Regions from separate parts of the Sus scrofa genome. Here region 1 is linked to region 2. Evidence: chromatin contacts called from public Hi-C data. All regions are on one chromosome and are shown on one strand. Each heading gives the region's core, a stretch centred on a gene start, on an enhancer-like site or on the middle of the called end of the contact. The rest is flanking DNA. Distances are from core to core; before and after follow the strand shown. Region 1 holds the start of SH2B2 (SH2B adapter protein 2). Region 2 holds the start of PRKRIP1 (PRKR-interacting protein 1).

Region 1 (3,496 bases), core at 930-3,429, 53 kb before region 2:
GTGAAACGGGCGGGCACGAGAGCAACGTTAAGGCCTACCCATCCTGGGGCCCGGGCCACGAGAACCTTCAGAAGTCAGGAAGCCAAGCCCAGGGGCCATAGCTGGAACACAGGAGTGGCCATGAAGCAGGACAAGCAGCTCATCATGTCTCTCTCTGGGCAGGTGCTCTACAAGCTGGCATGGAGCGAGAGCGTGGAGCGGGATTGTGCCACCTTCTGTGCCAAGAAGTGAGTTCCCGGCCGAGCCCCGCCACAGCCCCACCCTCAGCCCCCAGCACCAGCGCATTCTTAGGTCCCCCGCCCCCCGTTCCTACCCCCATCTGGTCCACCCACGACCTTCATACCAGCCTAGCCCCGGGAGATCCCTGTGCCCTCCGCCACCCCCCACATTCCTCTCCTTCTCACACTTGGCCTCAGCAAAGGTCTCTGTGGCCCACAGGTTTGCCGATCACCTGCACAAGTTCCACGAGAATGACCACGGGGCAGCAGCCGGTGACTTGTGGCAGTGACGTCCTGGGGCTTCCCCCAGGATGGTAATGGCTGCGTTCCCCTCCCCTGCTTGTTCAGCTGCTTCTAATGACATAGGCTTCCCTTCCCTGTTGAATTCCCCACGTAGACTGCCTTTGCCCTCCACCCAACAGTGCCCCAGGTCCCCTGGGGCCCCCTTAAAAGATGGTCTCAGCCACATCAGGCCCCCTAGGTCCAGAAAACTCCCAAGGCCAAGCCAGGCTGAGCCAAAGGGACCCCTTCAGGCCCATCTCAGGCTGGTGACCCAGCCCCAGTCCCACCTGCAGCCTGACCACGAGTCCTGGTGGCAGAGACATCCCAGCTGTGACACTGAGTTCCCCCTGATTCTGGCAGTAGTTAATCCGGTTGGCGTCCGCAGGCCTCTCTGTGCCAGGCTCTGGGATCCCCTTGGGCTCCCCTAGGATCCATCACCCTCTCCCCAAGATGTGGAAGCCCTTCCTTGCAGGCCAGCAGGCTTTGAGTCCAGCCTTCACCCCAACTCCACCCCACCCCACCCCAAGAAGTGAAGGAGCCCCAGAGGGCAGGATAGTCTCTGTTGCCCCCTCCCAGCCCTTGGAGCCACTCTAATGTTTGCTTTCTTATTAGCAAGTTATTCTGGCTTTTAAGTGAGGAGGAATCTCCAGTGAGTCGCTACACCCCAGGCTCTTCAAACCCAAGGACCGGTTTGAGGGGCCCAGGTGCTTCTCAGCCAAGCAGAGCTGGCTGTGGGCCACCCTAGCATGGCCACCCTGAGGCCACTGGCAGATCTTCCTAAATTAGATTTGCACTTGCTTCAGCTTTGCACATTTTGAATAAACACATTGTTGCAGCCACACTGGTGCCGCAGCTCTGTGACCCCGGGGGTACAGGAAGCAGGTGGGCGGGTTCCTGCAGCAACACCTCCAGGAGCTGCTGGCTGGACCGACCTCACAGCTGCTCTGCTGATGTGGAGCACGGGTCCCCACACGTGGGAGGCCTCTGCCCCACTTCCCGTCACCACGAATTCCCTGAGTCGTCCAGGGCTTTGCGGAAGCCAAACCCGCAGCGTCTGAGTTCTCGTGAGCAAACAACGCAATCGCAAAGAGAATTCCCTTCCTTTTTCATGCTGCGATTGCATGTGTGACAGCAGCTCCTGGGGAATCCCTGCGTTCCTTTTCTGCGTGCCCTGGAGCCACGCACATGCTCCCTTCCCCCGGGGCCCTGCCGGCCAGGCATTGTGGGGGCCCATGCCCATCAAGTCCCCTGAGTGACAGCCTTGCAAGGGGACACCCCTGAGCCACAGGTTCTGGGCCGCCTGGCCTCCAGCCCAACCCCACTGATATGGGTCCCCTCCCACCCAGACTTAGGGCTTCCTCTTGGTCCGTGGTGGTTGGCGTTCTCCCACTGGCCAGGCGCACTCAGCAACCACCCAGCAGTCCACCAGGCCCGAGTCCCCTGTGGTATCCATGTCTGAGTTTTAGCCCTAAATACTCTAGAGTTTGTGCCTCCAGGGCCGCACCCCCCTTTGGGGCCCCACCCCCAGCACCCCTGTCATCTACCCCATCAGAACTTCCTCTAAGGCCCCAGGGCCTGCCCTTGGGGACCCCAGATGGGCCCCTCATCTCTCACCCTCATTCCCGTTGCCATGACAGAGCTATTCTTGGCTAATCACAGCTCCCCTCCTTCCCCGCCCACCCCAGCCACTTCCACTTCTCCCACCAGTTCCTCCTTGAAGGTCAGAGTCCTCCTCGCTTCCTCCTCCCTGGACATCAGGGCCATTGTCTTGCCCTGGACTCCACACCCCACGACCCTCCCTGGCCAATGACCACCCACCACTGGAGCTCAGCCTACTACTTGGAAGCAGGTTAGTCCCCTGGGGGTTCCAGTCTCCATCCCCCCAAGAGGGTGGGGTCCGCAGCCAGGCCACCCAGCGTGGACCCTCCCTCTCTCCCACTGTGCAGGGATCACCCTCCCAAGCCACTCCCACACTCCCACACCCCTCAGCCCCATTTATGGGTCTGGTTCCCAGCCAGATGCCCAGGCTTCTGTGCAGTTCCAATCCATGGCTGGTTTGCACCTAAGCCTCCGTAAATGTTTGCTGGCCAGGTCCTGCCGAGAGGGCGGTCTGTGTGTAGAAGGGAAGGGGCTAAGGAACCAGGGCCTCAGACCAGGCGTGCCTGGCTTCAGCGCCCCGGTGGAGGGAGGCCAGGGCTGGCCGGCAGGAGGTGCGGATTCCTGGCCAATCTCCACCTTCACCTCCCAGCACGCCCCTCTAGGCCCTACCCTTTCCATCCTCAAGACTGGGATAAAAACCATTCTTTGCCTGTCCTGCTTCCTGGGAAGTCAGAGATGTGAACTGGCTTGGGGAAAGGTTAAAGGGCTCTCTACAAAGGTCAGAGGTCATGACGGGGGTGGGGTGGGGGCAAGAGATGGAGACACTCCCGGCTGGCCAGGAGACCACAACAGATCACAGAACAACCTCTCGCGGCAGAGAGTTTAGCGAGGAGCTGATCTAACTGCTGGTGTGATCCCAGGACGTGGGTTGGGGCCAGGAACCGAGAGGGGGGCGGGAGCCTGGCACCCTCTTCCTCTCTCCAGGAGCAAGCAATAGGTCTGACCTCTGAGCGGCCCTTCCACACTTCCGCTCACACCGATACCCTTCTGCTCCTCTTGGGCACCTTCCAGGCCTGCTGGAGCCCCTCCTTCTCTTCTGAGAAGCCTCCTGGAGGCTCTCAGCCCGCCAGGGGTCAGTCCACAAGCACCTGCAAAGGCCAGTAGCAGTCTTTGTTTTTTTAGCCAGACTGGGATTTTGTTTTTTTAGCCAGACTGGGATCTGTCCTAGTCTATGCCGCGAGTTTGAAGGCTGCAGAACCGAGCAGGGATGAGGAAGATAGGGCTGTGTCCGCTCATCAGCCCCAGGTGACCTCTGAAGAGACCTCCTCCTGGGGGGGCGGCGTCAGTGTACCCATCTCTGTGTAGGTAGGGAGGTGGGAACCGCGCACAGGTCTTCC
Region 2 (3,335 bases), core at 63-2,562:
GCAACTTCACAGTTACTAGTCAGATCAGTTTCCGCTGCACCACAACGGGAACTCCCTGAGCCATAGTTTTGACCTAAGCTGTAGCTGCGGCAACACCGGATCCTTCACCTGCTGTGCAGGGCTGGGATTGAACCTGCGTCCCAGTGCTCCCAAGATGCCGCTGATCCCATTGCGCCACAGTGAGAACTCCCCATCTAGCAAGTGTTTATTGAGTATTGTGCCATAGGCCAGGCCTTGCCCCAGGCACTGGGACTATACCAATGAACAAGACAGAACTTCCACTCTCTATGAGAAATATTCTGAATACCACCAGGAACACACTTATCGTTGAACGAATTGGGCTCAATGCCTCTTTTGAGAAGGAAGACTGCATTTACTTCAGTAAGAGTGTTTAAAAAGACTTAAAGAATTTGGGCCTGGGTCAGGTGATCTGGGGGAGGGTTCAAGCAAGTGGGCTTTTTCTCTGGACTAGATGTCAGGAAGCTGGGACGGCTCTACAATTGCAAGCCTTAGTAAATATTTAAAGTGGGAGGCTAATGCTATAAAGAAGCAGCAGTTACTCATATTAGTCAGAATGGGGAAATGTTTCATATTGTTGGAATCAGACCAAGACTGATTCCAACAATATTCTTGTTTTTATTTGACTTTGAACATGATTACAGAGCAGTCTTGTTTATGCCTTGCTCCATCATGGCCACACAACGGCCTTGCACGATGGCGGTGTTCTGGAAAATTGTTTACGTCCCGCTGAATACCAAGGCCTAGCAGTGAATGCCAGGCCAGCTCCCAGATGTGAGGGGCAGCTACCCTCCTTATCATAAGAAAGCCCGTTCACTCGACCGAGGTATAGTTGCAGGGAGCCAGGTGCAGAGTAATTCGAGGTGAGAAAAGAGAAGCAGTGCCAGTCCTCAGGGAACTCACAGTGACTTGTTCGCGCTGTCTTAAGACTGTCAGAAATGGGAGGAGGAGCGGTCCAGACAAAGGCCCTGGGGGCGGGGGCGGGGGTGGGGGTGGGAGTGGAGGATGCTCAAAGCCATTAGCTGAGCGGCGGCGGAGCCACAGTGCGCGCCACGACTGGAAAGGTCTGCTAGGGCCGGACCCTCGGGCACGCAGGGCCACCTCTCCCCCAGGGGCAAGAGCATTCGCTGCCCTCATTTGCTCAGAAACAGGAAATGAAATCTAGCAGGTTTAATCAATATAACCCCTCTCGGCCTTGGGTTCATGAATATTCAGCAGCCCGCTTCCGGCCGGCAACTCCGCCCCAGCCCCGCCCAGCGAGGAGACTGCGCGTGCGTTGCAGGCGCGCGGCTCTGTCGTCATACGCGCGCCGCCGCTTCCGCCCCTCCACAGGGAGGCTGGAGAGTAGTCATGGCGAGTTCAGCTGCCTCCTCGGTGCGACCGCCCAGGCCCAAGAAAGAGCCGCAGACGCTCGTCATCCCCAAGAATGCGGCGGAGGAGCAGAAGCTCAAGCTGGAACGGCTCATGAAGAACCCGGTGAGACAGAGGGCTGACGGCCCCCCCGAGTCCCACCTCCTTCGGTTCCGGCATCTCCGGACGCCTGCGGGTCCACTTTCCCCCCCTCTGAACTCTAGAACTCAGAACCCGAAATCTAGAGTCAGACCTGAGGAAGAAGTAGGCTGCCCCAAAGATAGTGAGCTCTCTCCTGCCTTTACATTAGAGCCCAGCCTGGGTGAAGGCTTATGGGGTGGCTTCCCGTGCTTTAAGGCTCTTTCCAGTTTAACCGTGTGAAAAGAAGCCTTAAGTTGGAGAGAGAGAATCCGTGGGTTAGCCCAAGGATATTTTTCTCCTAAATAGCACCAGCTGTTAGAGAGGCATTAGCCGAGACAACTGGGGCAAGTCATTCCCCTCAGTCATGAAAATGTTGGATGCGAAGGTCTCTTCCACCTTTGACTAAGAAGGGTTGACTCTCTTCGAATAATAGTTTTTAAAGTCGGAGGTTTCCAGCCCTAAATGATGTCTTACATTTCTGAGGTCTGCCCTGGAAAGTTGTGGGTTGTGATAGAATCCATAGTGTATGGGGAGAAGAAAAGGCAGAGGGAAGAAGAGACACTCGGCTTTGGGTCCAAGGAGCAAAACAACTGTACTTCATTAGTCCAGTTCTTTGTAAAAGCTGTGACTTTGTACATATAAATGCTTTCTGTGTGTTGCAGGACAAAGCAGTTCCAATTCCAGAAAAAGTGAGTGAATGGGCACCTCGACCTCCCCCGGAATTTGTCCGAGATGTAATGGGTAATGTCTTTCGGATGTGGTCTTTAAAGTGTAGATATAAAAACTTTGCAGCTAGTATTTGTTGATTACCTCTCTCATAGGGAGGAAAAAAGTTCACTGATCCAGTATTTCGCTCTTACAGTGAAGGGGTATTGTTGCTATGGCTTGGCATTAGAGTATTTTTTTCTGCATTGTTGTTTTTCTGCTTTGTGTTTTTTGTTTTTGTCTTTTCAGGGCTGCACCCGCCACATATGCAGGTTCCTAGGCTAGGGGTCTAATCAGAGCTGCAGCTGCCAGCCTACACCAGAGCCACAGCACCTCGGGATCCGAGCCATGTCTGCAACCTACACCACAGCTCACGGCAATGCCAGATCCTTAACCCACTGAGCGAGGCCAGGGATCGAACCCACAACTTCATGGTTCCTAGTCGGATTCGTTTCCCCAGCACCACGGCAGGAACTCCTGCACTGTTTTAATAATAATACTCTTTTTTCAAAATTGAAATAGTTTTATGTTGTTGAGTAGTAAATTAACAACTGTAAAGAATAAGTAACAGATGGAGAAAAATTAGAACCACCTGTAATTCTAATGGTCTATTTGTAACATTTTGATTTTTCCTTGCAAATGTCTTTATAGTCAAAAACCACTCAGGCTTAAGAAAAAATGTCTTACAAAAATATGATTGTTCTACACATATTATTTGATAAGCTAACCTACTTTTTTTTTTCTTTTCTTTTTTTTGAGGGCCTTACCCAAGGCATGTGGACGTTCCCAGGCTAGGGGTCGAATTGGAGCTGCAGCTGCCAGCCTACACTACAGCTCACAGCAATGCCAGATCCATTAACCCACTGAGTGAGGCTGAGGATCAAAGCCAAATCCTCATGGATACTAGTTGGGTTCATTACCACTGAGCCACAATGGAAATCCTACTTGTCCTCTTATGCTGTGTTAGAGTGGAATTTTTAGTGACTTCACAGTCAACATTAATGCAACAAGTATTTCATGATCGCTACAACATGCCAGATGCTGTGCTAGGTTCTGGGGTACAGTGGGGAGATGAGCAGGCATGGTCCCGTCCGTCACTTCTACTGCCTGTCTTTGGTTCC

What was found. Hi-C and Micro-C count contacts between places; a contact is called where the count stands out from the background.
Region 1: a contact with region 2 is called in a Hi-C map of skeletal muscle, with 15 times the contacts expected there. The contact joins the promoter of SH2B2 here to the promoter of PRKRIP1 in region 2. A contact is called at or near these places in 3 of 5 promoter capture datasets (fetal liver, fetal skeletal muscle and liver), 31 of 47 Hi-C or Micro-C datasets (adipose tissue, alveolar macrophages, blood and 16 more) and 2 of 2 datasets of contacts at active chromatin or transcription factors (alveolar macrophages and skeletal muscle).

Annotation. Positions count from the first base shown.
Region 1 is chr3:9,668,659-9,672,154 of Sscrofa11.1, forward strand. SH2B2 (SH2B adapter protein 2) reads left to right here and starts at 2,180. Exons shown (of 9, transcript XM_021086271.1): 1 at 2,180-2,349. The coding sequence starts at 2,307. It overlaps CUX1 (protein CASP), which reads left to right. Exons shown (of 23, transcript XM_021086269.1): 22 at 163-227; 23 at 439-1,341. The coding sequence ends at 508.
Region 2 is chr3:9,722,676-9,726,010 of Sscrofa11.1, forward strand. It overlaps PRKRIP1 (PRKR-interacting protein 1), which reads left to right and starts at 1,313. Exons shown (of 7, transcript XR_002342313.1): 1 at 1,313-1,494; 2 at 2,172-2,250.